Linked DNA regions of Mus musculus: regions 1, 2, 3, 4, 6 and 7 are each linked to region 5. Evidence: chromatin contacts called from public Hi-C, HiChIP or PLAC-seq and promoter capture Hi-C data. All regions are on one chromosome and are shown on one strand. The core of a region is the stretch at or near the end of the contact, and the rest is flanking DNA. Distances in the headings are between cores, read along the strand shown. Region 1 holds the start of Paxbp1 (PAX3 and PAX7 binding protein 1). Region 2 holds the start of Chaf1b (chromatin assembly factor 1, subunit B (p60)). Region 3 holds the start of Urb1 (URB1 ribosome biogenesis 1 homolog (S. cerevisiae)). Region 4 holds the start of Mis18a (MIS18 kinetochore protein A). Region 5 holds the start of Rcan1 (regulator of calcineurin 1). Region 6 holds the start of 2310043M15Rik (RIKEN cDNA 2310043M15 gene). Region 7 holds the start of Morc3 (microrchidia 3).

The links. Promoter capture Hi-C pulls out the DNA fragments that hold promoters and counts their contacts. A called contact is a pair of places that touch in the nucleus more often than the background predicts. HiChIP or PLAC-seq counts read pairs in DNA pulled down with a chosen protein or histone mark. Capture Hi-C pulls out chosen DNA fragments and counts their contacts.
Region 1: a Hi-C map of B cells shows a contact between it and region 5, with 5 read pairs. The contact joins the promoter of Paxbp1 here to the promoter of Rcan1 in region 5. A contact is called at or near these places in 1 of 39 promoter capture datasets (pre-B cells) and 1 of 484 Hi-C or Micro-C datasets (B cells).
Region 2: a Hi-C map of CD8 T cells shows a contact between it and region 5, with 6 times the contacts expected there. The contact joins the promoter of Chaf1b here to the promoter of Rcan1 in region 5. A contact is called at or near these places in 2 of 39 promoter capture datasets (embryonic stem cells and liver), 2 of 484 Hi-C or Micro-C datasets (CD4 T cells and CD8 T cells), 1 of 115 datasets of contacts at active chromatin or transcription factors (large pre-B cells) and 2 of 9 other capture datasets (adipose tissue and liver).
Region 3: a contact with region 5 is called in a promoter capture Hi-C map of pre-B cells, with 3 times the contacts expected there. The contact joins the promoter of Urb1 here to the promoter of Rcan1 in region 5. A contact is called at or near these places in 2 of 39 promoter capture datasets (erythroid cells and pre-B cells).
Region 4: a contact with region 5 is called in a promoter capture Hi-C map of liver, with 2.9 times the contacts expected there. The contact joins the promoter of Mis18a here to the promoter of Rcan1 in region 5. A contact is called at or near these places in 1 of 39 promoter capture datasets (pre-B cells) and 1 of 9 other capture datasets (liver).
Region 6: a contact with region 5 is called in an H3K27ac HiChIP or PLAC-seq map of embryonic stem cells, with 6 times the contacts expected there. The contact joins the promoter of 2310043M15Rik here to the promoter of Rcan1 in region 5. A contact is called at or near these places in 5 of 39 promoter capture datasets (the C10 cell line, the SN4741 cell line, embryonic stem cells and 2 more), 5 of 115 datasets of contacts at active chromatin or transcription factors (embryonic stem cells, large pre-B cells and stem cell-derived neural progenitor cells) and 1 of 9 other capture datasets (embryonic stem cells).
Region 7: a contact with region 5 is called in a promoter capture Hi-C map of liver, with 4 times the contacts expected there. The contact joins the promoter of Morc3 here to the promoter of Rcan1 in region 5. A contact is called at or near these places in 4 of 39 promoter capture datasets (embryonic stem cells, hippocampal neurons, liver and 1 more), 2 of 115 datasets of contacts at active chromatin or transcription factors (astrocytes and large pre-B cells) and 2 of 9 other capture datasets (embryonic stem cells and liver).

Annotation. Positions count from the first base shown.
Region 1 is chr16:91,043,010-91,045,722 of GRCm38.p6, forward strand. It overlaps Paxbp1 (PAX3 and PAX7 binding protein 1), which reads right to left and starts at 1,370. Exons shown (of 18, transcript NM_026110.2): 1 at 997-1,370. The coding sequence starts at 1,345.
Region 2 is chr16:93,882,497-93,885,196 of GRCm38.p6, forward strand. It overlaps Chaf1b (chromatin assembly factor 1, subunit B (p60)), which reads left to right and starts at 1,405. Exons shown (of 14, transcript NM_028083.4): 1 at 1,405-1,479; 2 at 1,970-2,125. The coding sequence starts at 2,000.
Region 3 is chr16:90,809,072-90,811,966 of GRCm38.p6, forward strand. It overlaps Urb1 (URB1 ribosome biogenesis 1 homolog (S. cerevisiae)), which reads right to left and starts at 1,342. Exons shown (of 39, transcript NM_029497.1): 1 at 1,128-1,342. The coding sequence starts at 1,269.
Region 4 is chr16:90,726,009-90,728,708 of GRCm38.p6, forward strand. Mis18a (MIS18 kinetochore protein A) reads right to left here and starts at 1,363. Exons shown (of 5, transcript NM_025642.1): 1 at 1,018-1,363; 2 at 285-351. The coding sequence starts at 1,264. Gm17518 (a long non-coding RNA gene) reads left to right here and starts at 1,412. Exons shown (of 2, transcript XR_876238.3): 1 at 1,412-1,663; 2 at 2,312-2,700.
Region 5 is chr16:92,464,650-92,467,495 of GRCm38.p6, forward strand. It overlaps Rcan1 (regulator of calcineurin 1), which reads right to left and starts at 1,520. Exons shown (of 4, transcript NM_001081549.2): 1 at 1,184-1,520. The coding sequence starts at 1,429. It overlaps Gm46555 (a long non-coding RNA gene), which reads left to right. Exons shown (of 4, transcript XR_003951847.1): 4 at 1-1,185.
Region 6 is chr16:93,793,453-93,796,155 of GRCm38.p6, forward strand. It overlaps 2310043M15Rik (RIKEN cDNA 2310043M15 gene), which reads right to left and starts at 1,449. Exons shown (of 2, transcript NR_151466.1): 1 at 1,117-1,449. The region is part of intron 27 of Dop1b (DOP1 leucine zipper like protein B); the gene reads left to right.
Region 7 is chr16:93,830,493-93,833,446 of GRCm38.p6, forward strand. It overlaps Morc3 (microrchidia 3), which reads left to right and starts at 1,629. Exons shown (of 17, transcript NM_001045529.3): 1 at 1,629-1,856. The coding sequence starts at 1,818. Gm30881 (a long non-coding RNA gene) reads right to left here and starts at 2,600. Exons shown (of 3, transcript XR_876266.3): 1 at 2,359-2,600.

The sequences.
Region 1 (2,713 bases), core at 120-2,619, 1.4 Mb before region 5:
TAGTATCAATTCCAGAAACTAAATGAAAATTTTAGTGAGTAACCCAAGGAACTTCAAAATTGTTAAATTTTGGCATATTTCACCCATCTCAGGATAAAAAAGTATTTAGAATGCTTCCTTAAAACATTAAGTCAAGAAACCTAAAACAATACACCCCAAAGTTATTCTGCCAAGTCTGAATAACTCTGGTCACAATAACAGTTATTTCAAAATTATGCCTAGAGTAAATCATTTTGCAAAACTAAGTTTCGAGTGACTTAGCCCTCATCTTTAATTTGAAAATCCAAGTCAAGAACAAGACATTTCAAACAATGCAAAACCTGGTCTGTATCTCCTTCAAACAAAATTCCAGAGAGGTCAAAGATAATTCACCCATCTTTCTAGAATCACGAAAGCATGACGCAAGACCTTCGAAAATCATCCAATTTTTCCTAACATGATGTTGAGGTACAAGTAAAATCGAAATCCCCTGCAGCCTGGTCCCTCTTCTGCTTCAAGAGCCAATGCCACAGCGGACATCTGCTCCTCCCATTTACTTCTACAGAGAAACCGAGACTGGACAACAGCAAGGGAGCGATTGGATCAAGGTCACCGGGAGCCAGGGCTGCAGCCCCAGAATTGTTCCCAGCCCTGGTTTCGGTCCTCCTCTTTAACAATCCGGCCTTCTTAATCAAGGAGGCCTAAACCGAGACGCCAACAAGCCGCAGGTACAGAGGCCTGCAGACGACTAAGAGCAGGCAGTTAACCAAGAGACTCAGGCTGCCTGCAACTCGCAAGGTAGGAAACGGGTCCACGGAGCATCGAGCCTTCTCCTCCACTCAGGATGGCTGATCAGGGCTCTGACAGCCGGAGGAGGGACTGCACAGGCCGTAGACTTGGCTGGTGGCAGCGCGGGAACACAACCCCAGGCAGATCCGGAGGCCGGAGGTGGGGAAAGGGGCGCGGCGCCCGGGCGAGCACGGGCTTGGGGTCCGCGTGGGCCGGGCCGGGGCTTACCTTCCTCCTCGTCTTGGAAGCTGAGCAGGCTGGCCCTGGGCACCTCTTTGTTCTCGCGAGGCCTCTTGCGCGGCTTCAGCCCATTGCCGGGCTCCGCGCCGCCGGAGATGCCGCCCCCGGCCTCAGCGCCGAGGCCCGGGTGGTGCGCGGAGGGCGGCGGCGGCAGCGGCCCCGGGCCCAGGAGCGACTCCCCCGCGGGGGCCCGGTCGCCGCCGCCAGGGCCGGGCTCTTCTCCCGAGGCCGGCGGGGGCAGCAACGGTGGCGGCTCCTGCTCCTCATCGCGCTCCCGCTCCTCCTCCTCCGAGTCGTTCCGCTTGCGCACGTTCACCCGCCGGGCCTTTCGGAACATCCCAGCCGCCGTCACCGCGCTCTCACAGCCGCTCGCTGACTGAGAGGACGAGGGAGCGCGGAGACCACCGCCACGCACGCGCAGTCGCAAGAGTTCCCCCCCACCAGCCGGGTCGTCGCGGCTCTGGCTAGCTATCGCGCCGCCTCGATTGCGCATGCGCCTGGGCTCTCCTCGCGCCCCACTACTTGGGCGGAGTCTCTTTGCACTGCCCTCTAGCGGCGCGGGGGACTGTTGGCATGGTACCCTCCGACTCCAGTGTTGTTCCAAAGGTCACAAAGAGGATCATCGAGATGAGAGGAGCGAGTGTAGTCTGTCGTCTCGGAGCGTGTTGCTGCAATGCGTCTTCCGCGCTTATACGGAGCCGTTACGTGTGGCAGCCTCCCTCCCACTCAGTGCCTGCAGGGTAAACAGAGGCGGGAGGCCGGGGAGAAGCGGAGGGACGAGTCAGTTGACTTGAGCTTGGGAAGGGAAAGTGCATCTCCATGGTTAATATGCCTCTTAATAACGCGAGGCGATGCTAGCAGATATCGTCTACAGATCAGAAACTCCATTAATACTTGCCATCTCTACAGCTTTATCAACGCAAACACTCTCAAAGGCGTGGGAGCACACACGTTAAATCCCAGCAGCACTGGGGAGGTGGAGGCAAGGCGATCTCTGAGTTCGGTGCCGGCCTGATGTACATAAGGAACTCCAGAATGGCCAAGGCTATGTAGGGAAACCCTCACTGTCTGGGGAAGACAGAACCAGAGATGATACATCTCCCTGCTGCCGCAGCCATTCCCAGGAGAGCGAGGTGTTTTCGGGTGGCTTGGTAAGAAAGCCAAGTTAGGTAGCAACTATTTTAACTATTTTACGAAGCATAGTGAATTTCTGAAACAAGCGGAAGGAAGATTTGTCTTATTTTCAGACTATATCACAGAGGGCAAATCTGAACCTTGGCGGCCTTAAAGAGATTGCATGAGCCGGGCGGTGGTGGCGCGCACCTTTAATCCCAGCACTCGGGAGGCAGAGGCAGGCGGATTTCGGGAGTTCGAGGCCAGCCTGGTCTACAAAGTGAGTTCCAGGATAGCCAGAGCTATACAGAGAAACCCTGTCTCGAGAAACAAACAAACAAACAAACAAAAAGATTGCATGAGGTTGAGCTAACACACAGGTTACCCAGTTCATAACCAAAGTTGAATCTTTTCTTTCTCTCGAGCATATCAGGATGCGTGGGTAGAAGTGTTTGTGAAATTATTTACATGTTTCAAAACCCGCCAAAAGAACGGGATTGGAGAGGTGAATATTGCAGTTTCGAACCAGAGGACCCTGGCTGCAGTCCCAGTACCCACACCCTCAGGGCTCCTCAAAACTCCAGTTCCTGGG
Region 2 (2,700 bases), core at 155-2,654, 1.4 Mb after region 5:
TCCAACAAAGCCACACCTTCTAATAGTGCCACTCCTTGGGCAAACCATATACAAGCCATCACAGTATGTATGCATGTGCACCATATGTGTGCCTGGTGCTTTTGGAGGTCAGAAAAGGGTGTTGGGTTAACTGGAACTGTGTCATGATCCACCATGTGGGTTCTGGAAACTGAACCCAGGGCCTTGACCAAAGCAGCCAGTGCTCTTACATGCTGAGTCCTCTCCAGCTCTTGAGATCATTTCTTTATAAAAACCCAACTTTCGCCGGGCAGTGGTGGTGTATGGCTTTAATCTCAACACTTGAGAGGCAGAGACAGGTGAATTTCTGAGTTCGAGGCCAGCCTGGTCTACAGAATGAGTTTCAGGACAGCCAGGGCTGTACAGAGAAACCCTGTCTTGGAAAAAAAAAAAAACAAAAACAAAAACAAAAACAAAAAAAACCTTAACTTTCATATGCTGGCCTGTAAGAAGTCAAAACCATAGGAGACAAGAATCTTTAAAAAATATGTGACATTATTGAGAAGGTCATGGTGGATAAATTAACCATTACATAATTGGAATGGAAGTTCCTACACATTCATGAGGCTGGCCTCAATCTTGCTGTGTAGTTAAGGTTGACCTTGAACTCCTGATCATCTTCCCATTTCCACCTTCAGAGTGTTGGGATTACCATCATAACAACCATTCTAGGCGTCTGTCACATCGCTAAGAGAGGGCGAAGGCATTGCTGTTTTATTGACATTTTGAAACTCCAGAGCCATTTTGAGATATTTGGTGGGGCAGGACAGCTCTCAAATATCCACTGCCTGGGACACTCTTATTTGGTTATATTAGATGAGTCCCAAAGTTTCCCATCTGCCCTATAAGAAATGTTATATATTTTTTGTTTAGTCTTTAGTTCAGGCTGGCCTGGAACTCTCTGTAGCTGAGGATAACCTTCCTCTTAGGGTCCTCTGGAGTGCTGAGATCACCGGCAGGGGCTGGTGACAGAACCGCTGCTGTTGGCTAAGCGTGCAATCAGCTGCCTGCGTCTCTAGTCCCGCTTTTCTTTCTAGACCGTAAATTCCAGGCGGGAAGATCTGTCCGATGAGCATGTGACACTGACGCGTGGTAGGTAGGACGTCTTGCATCTCGGGTTAGCACGTCAAAGCTGGACGAGCCTGGACTCCTCCGAGGCGCGGGAATGGGATTCCCAGTCCCGCCCAACAGGAGCCACGAGCCGCGACAGCCCCGCCCACGAGAAAGAAAAGAGCCCAGAGCTCCGCCCACCGGAAGCCAAGGTGCCGGGAGATTGCTGGCCACTGGGAGGAGGGATGCCCTGGACCCTCCCATTCAGAGACTTTGTCTTGTGACAGCCCCGCCCACGCGGAGGCGGGACGCCCCGGAACTCCGCCCCGAGGAGGCGTGACCGGAGGCGTGGCCTGCGGCGCGCGGGAAGCTGCGGGCTGTGGCGGCCCCGGGTGGACCGAGTTACTGCAGGTAGGTTTGCTGATACCCGGCTTCCGCGCTTCTGACCTGGGTTGGGCTGCAGCTCCTCACCGGGGCCGTGAGTTCTGATCTCAGCGCGGGCGCAGGCAGAAGGCAGTTCGTCCCAGACCACAGTCCCCACCGGGACCGGGACTCGCGCGCCTTCCGCCAGGCCGGGTTGGGCCGCCCGGACCCGCGCCCCTCCCCGTGAACTCCCTCCCTTGCTGCTCCCCGGGATGATAGCCAGTACTCCGGTACCGGTCTCTGGGACCCCACCTCAACACGATGCTCTGTGCTGCCCGTCCTCGCCTCCGTCTGGGGTGTTTGGTTTCTTTCTCTTCCGGAACCGTACACTGGTGGAAGTCTCTCTACCTGCGGGAGCATTTTAGCTGAAGATTGCAGGTGTCTGAGCCGTCGGCGTCGCTAATGGCTTCTGTGCTCTTTCCCCGGCTCGCCCTTCATGTTCCAGGGTCGCTGTTTAACTCTTTGCTAACGTTTCCAGCCTCCCTTTGCCTGGCGGAAACTCTGGAGGATGAAAGTGATCACGTGTGAAATCGCCTGGCACAACAAGGAGCCAGTGTACAGCCTGGACTTCCAGCATGGGGCAACCTGGAAGATCCACAGGCTGGCATCCGCGGGGGTGGACACCGCCGTCAGGGTAAATGGACAGGCGGGAGGATACGGGGAGGTTCTACGCGGAGCTCACGTTTTCATTCCTTTGTTTAAAACTGAAGGCAGCAACTCAAGTCGGGTTGCCACCTAGTCCAGTGTACTAAGTTCTGAGGCCTGGGGAAAGCAAGGAATGCTGAGAAGATTAGCTTTCTTAACATTTGCTACATTGTTTTTGTTTGTTTTGTTTGTTGTTTCAAGACAGGGTTTCTCTGTGTAGCCCTGGCTGTCCTAGAACTCTGTAGACCAGGCTGACCTCGAACCCTCTGACTCCCAAGTGCTGGGAATAAAGGCGTGGGCCACCACGGCCCGGCTATTTGCTACATTGTTACAAGTGGGTTCTCAGTATTTTAGAATACTAAACTAGGAAGAGCTCTGTGGTGCCAGGCATGTATCCCCAATACCCATACGGTACAGATCTGAAGTTTGAGATTCTCAACAGTAGTGAGTTTGAGTCCAGCCTGGGCTAGGTGAGACCTTGTCTCAAAATAGTAATACTGAGCCTAGCTCCTGTGCTCTGTGCTTTGCCCATTTGCTCTAAAGAACTGGAAGAGGGGAATAGCA
Region 3 (2,895 bases), core at 92-2,591, 1.7 Mb before region 5:
TACAATTCTACAACTCATGAAAAACCTGCTTCCTTGGGGAAGCCTTCTTTGATTTCACAGATCAAGGTCCCAGGCCCATTAGGCACAATGGATAGCTGGCTCCTTCTGGAAGACCCGTGACTATGTGACTTTGCTGGTCACCTGCTTTCCCAAACTATCAGATTTGCAATGGCAAGACCTGTGCCAGGGTTTTATTCGCCCATTACATCTCTACCTAACAAACAGCAACTGCAATTAAATATCGAATAAGTGTGTGGGGCGCTAAATTCTGTGCTAGCAAAGGTGTCATCTTCTAAGCAAACGACCAAGGCGAGGCACCAAACGTTTAAAAATAAAAATTGTAAGAAAAACATTAGCTGAGAATACTTTTTGAGTCAGGGTCTCACTATATAGTGTTTACCGAGTCCCCTGGCTTGAGTTAGCCCAGGGCAGTTCAGGGAGACGGACAGCTTACTCTTCTTTGGACTGGCAGCAGCAGCAGCAGTCAGGAGTGCTCTGCCAACATGACACTGTCAGGATGGCACCAATTCTATCCTTAATCTTCAAATATTTCTAATGTTGGAAGTCAAGGTGTACTTGGTCTGGCACTTTCTAAGAAGATAAGGCTGGCCTTCAACTGACAGAAATCCTCTTGCCTCTTCCTCCCTCTAAAGTGCTGAATTAAAGGCACGAACCATCAAGCCCTGCGATAGTTTATTAACTTTGTAGTTTTGTTAACCTAAGAGAAATATTTCGCTGTCTTGTTTTTACCACCGCGTTGACGTCTGAACATGGTAACATGTTCAACTGTGGTTCTCCTCACAACCAATGTACTCCTTGCACGATTAGAAGTCGTTGTGAAGTGGTGTCACACTCTGCAGCGAGTGAAATTAAATTACAGAATCTGGCCCCTCTCGGTTACCGGTCCGGACAATCCTAGTCACTCGATTTAGTTGTAGGTCCTTATGGAACTTGTTACACGTGACATCCCGCCATTATCAGGGTTGACAGTTGGTTACTATGGGAACGGCTACTGACAGCCCAAGCAAGCTATCTCACTGAACTATTCTTGACTAACTCCGAGCCGGGCTCCGAGGCGCCGCTGTGCCGGCTACTGCCCCGAAGCTGAGGAGTCCGCTCCCACTCACCCGGTCCTGGGCCCTGCGCATCCTTCAGCAGGGTCTTGAACCGCACGCCCGTGAACTCCTCCGCTCGCGTTCGCTTGACTGTGCCAGCGGGGGACGCCGCGCTGCTGGGACCCTCTGACGCCTTCCTCTTGGGGACCCCCATGGCCCAAACCACCGGGCCAGCAAAACGGCACCCTCGGAAAACCCACGCGACCGGAAGCACCGGCGGCAAGGAAGGGGCGGGACTGGAAGGAAAGGCGGAGCCTATGAGGGGAAGCCGGTAAAAGAGCCGGTCTTCGGGTGAGAAAGGGCGGAAGGGGCGGGGCCTGCTGAAGGGGGCGTGGAGAAGGTAGAACACCTGGGGGCGGGGCCTTCTGGGGCGTGTCTCTGGGTGGTGTGGGCGTGGCTTGGTGCTTGGGTGGGGCCTGTAGGGCCTGGGATTTCCCCAAGGGTTCTCTGGCTGTGCTCTGCCTGCAAAGAAAAATCACATACCCGCCCTTAGCTGCAACAATCTGGGGCAGATGGATCAAAATGCTTCCCCTGCTCCCGCAACTCCCTGAGCAGGAAGAACTCCCAGACCCACAAAGAGCAGCACAAAGAGCTCAGATATTTAAAAATCTCTGAGCATTTTAATGATATCCTTTGAACAACTTCATGAGATTGATACTTCCTCAGTTCAAGCCCCCTGCGTGTAAGTGTAAGCCGGGTGAATTCCCGAGGGCTTGACATCAGGTGGACTTACCTCTGAAAAGCCCTAGCTTGGGAATGTGGTCCAGAGTGTCCGTAACCCTGAATCCCCAGTTTTTGTCACAACCCTAGCCAGAAGGCCTAGGCTGGTTAGATGTCATTTCAAGTAACCTCCATCCACGCTTGCTTCCCCCAAACCTTGATGCACTCCTTCTGTGGTGCTGAAGGCCAGGGGCGATCAAAGAAAGCAAGCATTTAAGAAAACCTCCTTGGACAGTGCCCGCATCTCAGCACCCTCGTTAAAAAGGAGACAACAAAGCCGGCTCTCCCCAGTCCTGGGCTGGAGAACGGCAAGTAATGTAATGTTTAAAGAACTGCTTTAAGGGGACAGAGAGTACGATACAGTTTTTATTTGTTGTAAGCTGTTGATTTACAGGCTGCATTCAATGCTCTGGCAAAAATGTGGGAAAGTAAAAACAGTCAGTTGCATAATTAAAAAAAACAGATCTTATCAATATCTTGGTATGTATTTAAAATTCCAAACTAGCCTGTTAGTTGGGAAATCGATGGTTTCTGAAATTCTCTGTCATATTCTTCTAGTCTAATAAGGCACACTTTTGGAAGCAAGTATCTTTTAAGCATCTAAGAATGTGGTCCCTGTCACTCCTATGATTTTAGAGTCCCTAAGAGAAAAACAAACAAACAAACAACAACAACAACACTTGCCTTTGACTTTGAGCCTGTAGCCTACAGAAACAACTGCATCTGTGGGAATCCCTAGGTCCCGGGCCTGTCAGAAAAATGAAGATGACTAAAACCATGAATAATTTTGAGAGAAGAGGCTGAAGACCGACTTGTGACCAATTGCCCATGTTGACACTCACCAGGACCCAAACAAAAGGCAGCAAGAAGAAGGAAGAAACAGTCTAAAGCCTTGAGTTTAGCTTATGTGATGTTGGGGGAAATTATCATCTCTCTGTACTAGTGGAAGTTATAAATAATTGGGGGTGGGGGTGTGGCTGGGAGGGTGATGGTCTCAGCTCAATCCCCAGAACTCACACGGTGAAAGGAGAGACCTCCTCTCACAAATTGCTTTGTGGCC
Region 4 (2,700 bases), core at 113-2,612, 1.7 Mb before region 5:
ATTCAATTACCATGAAAAGTTATATCTCAAGCAATCTCACAGAACGGTCGGTAGAAGATTTTTCCTTAAAATTAAAGTTTTCAGCCGGGCGTGGTGGCGCACGCCTTTAATCCCAGCACTCGGGAGGCAGAGGCAGGCTGATTTCTGAGTTCGAGGCCAGCCTGGTCTACAAAGTGAGTTCCAGGACAGGCAGGGCTATACAGAGAAACCCTGTCTCGAAAAACCAAAAATAAATAAATAAAATAAAATTTTCTCTCACATATTCACATAAATATCTTACTTACCAACCGTCTTCATCTCTGCACTTGGACAGTTTCGGTTCCTTATCCACAGAGACGTTACAGGAGACGCCTGGAAAGAGAGTCGCAACACTTTGTTAGTGTGGTTTGTTGTTACACACCTGCAGACAGGAACTTTTAACTCAACTTTAACTTGTATTTTAGAGGACTAGGGGAAAAAAAGAGCCCAAAGACTGGTGGGAAGTGGGGTACTCCCGTGGTTCAGCACTAAAGGGATGGGGGCCTTCTGGGAGAAGAGGTGGAACAAGGATTACTTCACATCCTTTTCTGAAAACCAGTGGGGTTAAGAGATAAACAAAATGACCCAGCGAAGAGCATTGGGACTCACCCAGTAAAGACATCGCCTACTCTGTGGCCATATACCATACACTTATTTAATCGTCCCCGTTATCCCATCATTATCCCTCGTTTTGGAGACGAGAAACTTGAGGCACAAGCAGTTGAACAGACTGCCCAAGGACACTAAGCTAAGTCCCCAAAGCAGCTGACAGAGTCCGTCAGATGTGAAAACACTCCCCTGAAGGAAGCACCTTCCTAAAACGTCAGGATGACGCTCAACCGCTGCCCTTGGGGGGCATGGAAGACCCAGGAAAAAACTTGTCACTCGTGAGCCACCCACAGGGACGCCTCTCCTGCGGTTTGCTGGGACAGCTCTCGTCCCCACCCCAGCCCCCGCAGCCCCAGGAAACCCCGACGCAGGAGGGCGGCCCGAACTGACTGCGCAACAGGATGCAGTTGGTGTCCTCCTGGCTGGCCACCCAGGTGAGCGAGTCGCCCAGTGGCCGGCGACAGCGGGCACAAAGGAACACCAGCGGGTTCTCCGCCGCGGCCGCCTTCTCCTCAGGCCGTTCCTTCTCTAGCCCTAACGCGTCTGCGCTCGACATGTTTGCCCACTTCTGCAGCCGCAGGTAGCGGCTCGAGTCTTCCGACAGACGCTTCTCCAGCAGGGGGGACTCGCTCGACATAGCCAGGCGGTTTTAACCACAAGCGGTCAAGGAACATCCCAGAGACCAGGAAGCAGCCATGACATACGAATTTGCCGCGCCCCGGAACCTCACGGGAATAATACCTCTGCGCATGCGCAAGGTGCAAGAGGCGGGGCACCGCCCGAAGGGGTGGGACCTGAAGAAGGGCCCGACTGCATCGAAGGCGCATGCTCGCCATCTGACCGGCGCGCGAGCCGCGCTCACTGCGCTTGCGTCCTGCGGTCTTCCTGAGCGAAAGCTGGTGAACTGGGGTGCTGGGGTGCTATCTGCGGGCATTTCAGCTCCTTCCGCCGCTGCTGAGAAAGTTGAAGGCTTCGAATTAAATGAGTAGCAGCTCACCTAGTTCCTCCACACTGTTAGCGGGCATGCCCGTGCTGGGTAAGCAGACCCATCTTCACGGAGCCGAAAGTGGACCCAGGAATTCCAAGCGGTGTACTGCAAGTCACATCTCTGATTCTAGCCCGTCTGCTCCCGGAGACCCGCTTTCCTACATCTAGAAAAAAACAGGGGTCTGTGGCGAGCCAAAGACGCCCCCTGCCTCAAGGACCCAGCGTTACTGAGACTAGCACTGCAAGGAAAAAATATGAGAAGCTGGAGGGGACAGCATCGCTGTGGCTACAGAGTGGGCGTGTGTCTGGGTCAGAGTATGGTTCACCCTACTCCAGGGCGGGAAGGACGGTCAGTCTAAAGAAAGTCAGCTTTTGATTTCAAAGACCACAGGCTAGAGGGAAGGCGCGCCACCACGAACAGCCTGGATGCATCAGTAAGAAACAACACGCAAAGACCACCATATCCCCCTCCCCCCCCCCCCCCCCCCCAGTCACACTACCCAGTTCGCTTCACTAAACTACATCACACTTACCACCTATTTTCGTATCTCTGGCCACTAGCAAAAAGTTTCAAATCCTAAGTCGTTGACCTGACCGAGGTGGTACCAGGCTGGAAACTAGAAAGGCTATTTTGCCTTCTCTGAATATGATTTTGACTTTCTGTTTTTTGAATCTTTTTTTTTTTTTTTTTGTCCAGGCTGCCCAGGAATTCATTATGTAGCTCACCCACAGTGATCCTCCTGCTTCAGCCTCCCACATGCTAGGATAACAGCCCAGCCCAGAGGCAAAGAAATGACTCCTTTTGGAACCTATTTCAACAAGTCCCTGAGGCGTATCGACCTTTAACCGCCAGGAATCCTGTGGTCCTGCTTGAGGTGTGCCAAGACGGAACGGAGCAAAGAATACCATAAACCAACAGACTTTGCAAATACACTGGAAGGTACACCAATAGGCAGATTACAGCAAAGCAGTGGGACCCTGCTGTAGACCCTGATGCTACCTGGCCATACTCTTAGCATTTTGGTTATAAGCTGGGGAATCTGTTTGTACACATTAAAGTATTTAACTAATAGTCAGAAGGATATG
Region 5 (2,846 bases), core at 270-2,769:
TGAGCCCTCCTCCTTCTCCCTAGAGCACCGTCGTCGCCTTCTGCTACCGCTGATATTTACCTTTTCTGTTTCCCTCAATCAAACATGTCAGCAAAGCTTTCAGCCCTTGGCACTGAGTCCACATGTCAATGAAGTGGAGCTGAAGGTCGCTGCCAAGAGAGACACCACTGTGTCTTGGTTATTTATAATTTATACGGCCATTTACTTTCAGAGAGGATTTACAATGGCTATGCACACGCTTCAGGACATCCTGTGTAGAGAGAGCAACAATTGTCACAGCTCGGGGCTTTTCTCATCGCTCTCTGCCGGTTGAGCTCTCGCCAGCACTTCAAACCTCTTTTAGGGATCTCAGGCTCTCTTTTTCTGTCTGAAGCAAGATCAGTTCAGAGTGAGACTGCATTTGTCTGGGTGCCTAGTATCCTGGAACAGCATTGTCTAAGGCTCTGCCCACTTGGCCAGTCACTCATTTCCACATTTATTAAGATTCTGTTGTGAGGCTGTTCTGGGATCGGAAGATACAGCAGAGAATCAAATTGCATTTTTGCCTTTAGGGCAAGTGCTCGATGAATTATCACCTGAAGTGGCCAAGGGAACTGTTCATGGTCCGTTGGGGTTTAGCCCCTGCCCTGCATTTACTGTCAAAGGAAGGGTGCAGCTCATTCATTGGGAGGACGGAGAAAACAGACGTGACTCACCGTTCATAAATAGACTACGCTCTGCGTTCTCAATCTGCACTATTGGAAGAAAAGCCAGTGTTTGGGTGAGGATCCTGGCTGCTCATTATCTTGCGGTTGATTGGCCAGTTTTGGTTGAATGCGGTTGGGGGGAAAGTCTTTCCTAAGCCTTTAGGATATTTAGTTCACCCTTAAAGGAGCGACATGCCACCATCAGGGTCACTGAGTACATTAGGAATTGTTCCTTCCTCGCCCAAATCCACACAAATTTGACACCCTGGGAAGGAGATGGGGCAGGTCTGAGTAACCAATCATGGTACTTGGGAGGAGGAATTGATTTCTGATCTTCAATGATCCCGTAGAACACGACCTGGACTATGTAGGCTGTGCAAAAGAAAGCTCGTCTCCAGTGTCTGAGACCCCTGGAGCAGGGCTTCGGCCCGTCCCCGCCCCGGCCGCGCCCCGCAACAAGTGTCCGCCCTCCGCCCCGACGGAGGCCCGGTCCTCACCCGGCACAGGCCGTCCACGAACACGCGCGGGTCCAGGTGGCAGGCGATGGTGGCGCTCGGCAGGTCCTGCAGATCCACCTCCTCCATCTCGCAGTCGATGAAGCTCCAGTCGCCGCCGCCGCCCCCGTCCCCCTCGGCAGCCGCAGAGAAGGGCGCGAAGGGCCGCAGAGTCACCCTACGGGGCGCCCGTGCCTCGACCGCCTCCGCCACCTCTCCGAGCCGCGGCCCGGCCACGCCGTCCTCCATGCCCGGCGCGCGCTCCCTTAGCTCCGCTCCACTCGGCGCCGCGGCCGCCGGCTCCCGCTTCACCCTCTGGGGGTCACCGCGGCGCCGGGACGCCGCCTTCCAGTGCCCGCCCTGTCCGCCTCCGCCCCGCGCGGGAGGGGCGGCCAGCCTGCGCTCGCCGGCCTCGAATCGTAGCTCTCGCGGAGCCCAAGAACGTTCCCTTTAAGGTCGGCCCACTCGGGCCATCAAGTCCCGCCCTTCCTATAGAGCAGACCAATAATACGACGGGATTTTTGTCACGTGACACCCACTCTGCCGCCCTAAGCCTGAAGCCTTGGGGCGGCCATATTTGTTAGGGGCAGAGGCCTCTGGCCAGTTCTGCTTTTCTGACAGCTGGCGGTGCCTGTTGAAGGACACAAGCCGGGTGTTAGCCTGTGGAACGGTAACCCGGAGGCAGAGCTTCTGCGGTTCCCACGCGGCGACGTTTGGAAACACGCAGCCAATTTTAAGGACTTAAACTAAATCTAGTTAGAGGCTCTGTTCCGTAGACGTTAGCAGTGCTTAGATACTTAGTGCATATTGTCGCGGAATCACAAATAAGACTTGAGTAACATCGTGATATGGCCTTATGTTTATAGTTCAACGTGTTAGTCATTATGTTACTGTCCAATTTTTGGATAATTAGAAGCATTTTTTAGCACAAAATGAGTGGGTTTCAATAATTATTTTCATACATATATCGTGTATTTTGTGTATACACAGATAACACTGTATTTTGTCTCCCATCGCCCTCCCTCGTGCCTTTTCTCCAATTCTGCTGGCTGCCTCTCTTTCCTCTAAAAACTTCCCTTTCTGCTTTAGTATCTCAAGAAAAAGAAAAAAAGCTATGTGTATCAATTACTTTCCTGTTACTGTGATAAAATACCACGACCAAACAATTTATAAAAGAGTTTCTTAGTGTTCCATATAGCGTCCCAGAGGGATAAGTGTCCATTGTGGTGGCTAAGTAATAGGTATGGCAGCCGGAGGCAAGATGCTGAGAGATCAAATCTCAGCCACAACCATGAAGCAGGGACATGGAACTAGAAACAAACTAGATAGGTGAACTGTTTCTACTACCAAAGCCTGCCCCCGGTGGCTCACTTCCTCCAGGAAAGCCAAACTCCCTAGACCTCCCCACACAGTACTACCAACTGGGGACCAGTGTTCAAATGGCAGACTTCCCAGGAGACATTTCTCATTCAAATCCTTGTAGCAGGAGGGCAATGGGTCTCAACCTGTGGCTCTTGACCCCCTTGGAGGTCCAAGAACCGTCACGGGTTTTGCGTATAGATCTCCCACATATCAGACATTTAGACAACAATTGAACAGTAGCAAAACTGTAGTTATGATGCAGAACAACAAAATAATTTTCTGGTTGGGGGGGTCACCACAATAT
Region 6 (2,703 bases), core at 199-2,698, 1.3 Mb after region 5:
TTCTCAAAACATGCCAGTTGACACAGTTGCCTGGCACGTGCTATAGATAGATTATACCTGGGTAAGCAGGAGAGCAGAGCAGAAGGTGATAACCTGATTTAGGGCACACTGACCAGGCTGGGTTCCATAGCCACGATAGGATATCCAACATCAATAAACACGTCCTATAAATGGGATGTAAATGTTTGTCACGGGAGGCACAGAATCCCCTCCAAGAACAATCCAGGGAACAAAGTGCCCCTTGAGGGAAAGGGCCCTCTGCCTTTTCTCCTGGAGCCTCCCCATCCCCAAAGCTTTGTTCACGCCATTCTTTTGACCATGTTCAGTATTCATTCAGTTGTCCTAGCTCACACAAAGGGAAGAAGGCTGCTAGGCAGTGGTGGCGCACACCTTTAAGCCCAGCACTCGGGAGGTAGAGGCAGGCAGATTTCTGAGTTCGAGGCCAGCCTGGTCTACAGGGTGAGTTCCAGGACAGCCAGGGTTACACAGAGAAACCCTGCCTCGAAAAACCAAAAAGAAAAAAAAGGGAAGAAGGCTGAGTCCCTGTGGGGAAGGGAGTGGTGTTAGTGTGCGCCTGTCTGTGATTACCCATCAGCACATCGCCGTTTTTCAGTCTCAGTTATCCTCGGAAGAGCATCAGGAGGCACTGGAAAGTGGACACACACTTCTCAGCCCGTGGACAAGCACACTGCCTTTTAGCCTGTTCCTGGGCCCAGGCGACTGCCCACCCCACCTCCCATGCTTGTAACTGACTGACTGCACCTGTTCCTGAGGTTTATTCTTCATGGTCCCCCTCCCACCTTCCACCTCACCCAACTCCAAGATCTATTTCTTTTCCCCTTCCCCTTTTCTTTAAAACCATCAGGCAAGCAAACAAGAAAACAGAATGACAAAAAGAAAAAGCACAAGAAACACACAAGCACACACACATACACAAAGACCAGAAAACCACAAAATTGCCAGAAAACATAATATACAAGAAAAGGATAGTAAGACAAACAAAAATGCCCAAAGAAAGCCTCCACCAAGACAGAGACCTACAAAAATACTACCGAGTACATTTTGTATTGACCACATGCTGCGGGGCCTGGGGAGACTCCACTGGAGAAAACAAACCTTCACATGGGAGTGTGGATCAGCTGGAAAGCCTGTGTTTGGGTGGGCAGGGAGGCTGTGTTCAGTTCCTCCTCGGTGCTGAGACCCCATCTTGCTTGGGCCTGTGCTGCCCGTCTCTGATGTGCGTGGTTCCTGTTGTCTCTGAAGATGTCGATGAAGACGCCACCATTTAGGATGGAGTGTTCCAGAGTCACTGCTCAGCTGTGGGTCCCCTGAGTAGTTCCCTTCTACCGCAAGAAGCAGCTTCCCTGAGGATGGCTAAGCAAGACACTGATCTGAGTCCCAACCCGTGTGGTCCTAGGGACCCAGCTAGACAGACTGATTCATTCTGGCAATCTCCAGAATGAACCTAGATGGCAGGGCAGAGTGGTGTAGGGGTGTGTTGGGGTGTGGGAAGAATTCCCAGCAGTCAGCCAGGCATGCACACACTTTTGTTTCAAAGGAGTGGAGCCATATAGCATGCCCTGCCACCCAAACAGGAATTCTCTTCCCGGAATGAGGAGGGACAGGGAGCTGGGCGGTGCCCAGGGGCAGCCTCACGTGGTTCTTCAGAAGTCGATGCCTGCTTTGTTTTGGAGACTAGTATTCTCCCTGGGACCTGAGCTTGCTGATTGGCCTGGTTGGCTGGCCACTGAGCTTCTGAGATGCTCTATCTCTCTCCCCAGAACTGAGGGTCACATGACCCACACCTACTCCTCTCCCCCCCCAGCACTGAGAGTCACATGACCCACACCTACCTCTCCCCCCCCAGCACTGAGGGTCATGTGACCCACACTTACCTCTCCCCCCAGCACTGAGGGTCACATGACCCACACCTACCTCTCCCCCCCCCCAGCACTGAGGGTCACATGACCCACACCTACTCCTCTCTCCCCCCCCCAGCACTGAGGGTCACATGACCCACACCTACCTCTCCCCCCCCAGCACTGAGGGTCACATGACCCACACCTACCTCTCCCCCCCCAGCACTGAGGGTCACATGACCCACATCTACCTCTCTCTCCCCAGCCCTGAGGGTCACGTGACCCGGCCTCCCAGCCCATCTTTTTTTATGATGCTTGGGTCAAGCTTGGACCTCACAATTGCACAACAAGCACTTTCTCTCCCAGACCCTTCATTTGCTACTTTAAGCCAATAATTATGCTCTCCCTGATGGTGGTGGTGGTGGTGGGGAACACCCCGCCACCACGACACCCGTGCACTCCAGCTGCTTTGCTGTGGCTCGCTCTTTGGGTGCTGATTAAACTGGGTGCCCACTGCAGATGTGGCGACTGTTGCGCTAAGTGTTGTTGTCTGTCTGTTGCTCAGTAATTAAACCCAACCTGAGGACAGTCCTGTGGTAAGGCAGCACCTGGCTCCTTTCAGTTCCTGGCAGGCATAGACTCGGGAAGCTGGCCGTAGTTTTCGAGCTTCTCAGGAAGCCTGGGTTAGCAAACGTCATAGCAGCACTCAGCAGTAATAAATGGCCGTGATGGCTGGAGAAAGAGTGGGCATTTCCCTCCATTGATGTGCGTGTGTTGTGCATGTGCAGGTTCTTAAGGGCAACCTTGTGTTTGGACTCCGGTGCCATTCAGCCGAGGAGGCTTA
Region 7 (2,954 bases), core at 379-2,878, 1.4 Mb after region 5:
ACCAAGGGAGAGAAAAAGCCTACCACGTGTCACTACATATTTCATGATTTCACTTAAATCCATGCAGAGTTGCATGGTAGTCATTAGGGGCCGAAAGGGGAGAGTGGAAGATGGATGGCTGCATTGACCTCCATTGTGGGAACACACTGAACGCCCCTAATCTGACCTTTAAAAGGTGAAGTTTACGTGTGTTTAACAACAATAAACAAACAAAATACTGCAGGGAGGTGTGGTAGTGATTCACATCTATAATCCCAGGATTTAGGAGATAGAGGCAAGAGGGTCAGGAGTTTGTCAACCTCAAGTACAAAGCAGACCAGCCTGGGTTACAGGAGGCTCTCTTTCAAAAAGAAAAACAAAGCGATTATGTGGATCTCAAGAAAATGTGGCGAGACAGGCTTTCCTCAGCTGCATCCCGTGGGGAATCCTCTTCCCTGATGAACAAGTATTTGTCCCACCCTAGGCACTGTTTTCCCCGCAAAGACAACCAGACTCGGATGAAACAGGAAAACAAGGCTGACCTGCTTGTTAATCCTGTCAACTTGACAAGATTTAGAATCCCCATGGGAACAAACCTCTGGTCAAATCCACAGGGGAGTTTCTAGACTAAGCTATTTGCAGTTCAGTGGAGAATTTGCGCAGCCTGGGCTGCTGACACTCTCTAGGTTGACTGCACGGCTCACTGACCGGCCATCATGGTTCAACTGTCTTGACAGCCACCTGTTCTGCAAGACTAGACACCAGTTTTGCTTATCTTGTGCCTCTTATTCACTCTTAAAAACAGTGAATACCACAGGTTTTAATTTTACATCCCCTTATTAATTTAAAAGTATTTAAGTTTTTACAAGCCTACAGTTAAAATATGAAGAGAAAACACAGTTGACGTGTAGGAAAAGGAGAGGATCCATCCCATACTGTAGTGTTTAATAGACAGCGGTCTATAATAAAGGATACTAAATTGTTTATCAGCAGAAGATGAACTGAACTTTTTTTCGTTTTGTTTAGTTTTTTTTTGTTTTTGTTGTTTTTTTTTTTTTTTTTTTTTCGAGACAGGGTTTCTCTGTGTAGCCCTGGCTGTCCTGGAACTCACTTTGTAGACCAGGTTGGCCTTGAACTCAGAAATCTGCCTGCCTCTGCTTTCCAAGTGCTGGAATTAAAGGCGTGCGCCACCACTGCCCGTCTGAACTTTTATAAATAAAAATATGACTATCGTTAAGACTGCAGTAAATACTCTTGCAAATCTTTTAACCTTCTCTTTACTTGTACTATTTAGCATCCCTTTCTTGACTAATTTCTACATGCTACTCGCTGCAGTACCGGGCTCCACACACACTGAATTAACGTGTCCGTGCGCTACCACTACCAGGATAAAAGCTGATGATTTTCAGGCAAACCCAAAAAGTAATTATTTTCTTCATTTTGTCCTGTAAGATTCCAGTAACATCATTACCAGCGGCCATGGATTACACTTTTGCAGTGCGATTTTCATCAGAGTTTGCCTAGCTTCTACACATCATTCTTCGCGCCAATCTTCAATCTCAAGGTCCAGCTACGCGAGGCGAGGAGCTCGCGCCCGCCCGCTCACCTACGCATGCGCCCAACGCCTGGGTCCTGCGCGCGCAGCAGGTCAGGCCCGCTCGGGCAAGCCTCTGCTGAGAATCCTAATTCGCCTTTGCCCGAGGCGGAAATGAGTGGGTGTGGCCTGGTGTTGTCGGTTCCGCCCCGGAAGTGGGCGGGGCGTTGAAGCCCGCGGCGGACTCGTAGCCTCCCAGTCGGGCTGCGGCCGAGGCCGGTCCTGGCTTTGTAGCTCACTCAAGATGGCGGCGCAGCCACCCACCGGGATCCGCCTCAGCGCGGTGAGCAGCCGCGAGGGGAGGAGCGGGCCGGGTCCCAGGAGGGCGGGCAGGCGGGCCAGCCAGGAGGTGGCAGTGGGCGGCGGCGACTCAAGGGCTGGCGCGGCGGCCGGGAGGTCGCGGCGGGGCCAAGGGTCCGCCGCCATGTCTCCTCGCTCGGAGGAGCGGCTGTAACGCGCGGCCGGTGCGCTCGCGGCATCTCGGGGCAAGCCGAGGCGGCCTCCCTCCCTCCCTCCGGCTCTGCGGCGCCCGACAGCTGTTGTGGGAGCCGCGCCCTCCGCGACCCGCCCGCCCCGGGAGCAGCCGCCGGGCCTCGTCGGGGCGGCGTGGGCTGCGGTGCAGCGCGGTTCCTGCACGCGTCCGTCCCTGTCGGTCCCGGCTCGGAGGAGCGGAGGCTAGGACTCATCTCCTCCGCTTGCTTGGCATGCCCCTGCCTTTTCGGGCCGAGCCCATTGGTGGCAAACCCTTTGGAGGTGGCTGGGAGTGGTCGCAGAAAAGGACTTACACTTTCGGGTCCAAAACATTGTGGGCGTGGCTTCACCTGATGATTCCTGCAAAGTTTTATTCTCTGCCGGCCCTGAGGTCTTAAGCGGGGAAAGTTACTTCCTTGATGTTTGAAGGATGGCTGCGGTGGCCCATGCCTGGCATCCCCAGCGCTCGGGTGACCGAAGCAGGCAAATTCTAGGACAATTTAGGGAGACAAGGGGAAGTCCTGTCTCAAAGGCAAAAAAAGCGGTACTACTGTGTTATGTAATTTCGTTGGCGAGCGGTAAGGATTTCCGGAGGTTAAAGCACCTCCCGTAGGTGCTCTTCAAGAATGCAGGTCTCCGTCCATTCATTAGGCTACTTCCGTCATTTGGGATGTGATAGCCCCAAGTGTGCATGAAGTGTTACCTAGTTTTATCGCGTCTGCCTTTTTTTTTTTTTGTGAGGTTGAGTATTCTTCACATTTTTTGTTATGTTTTGTTTTAAATTGCCTGTTAGTACGGTTTCCCCCCACACAGTTTATGTGTGTGTGTGTCTTATGCACCTGAAGATGAGGACTTCTGAACCCTCACTGCTAGTTATGAGTTGGCCCATGGGGTGCTGGTAACTGAATCC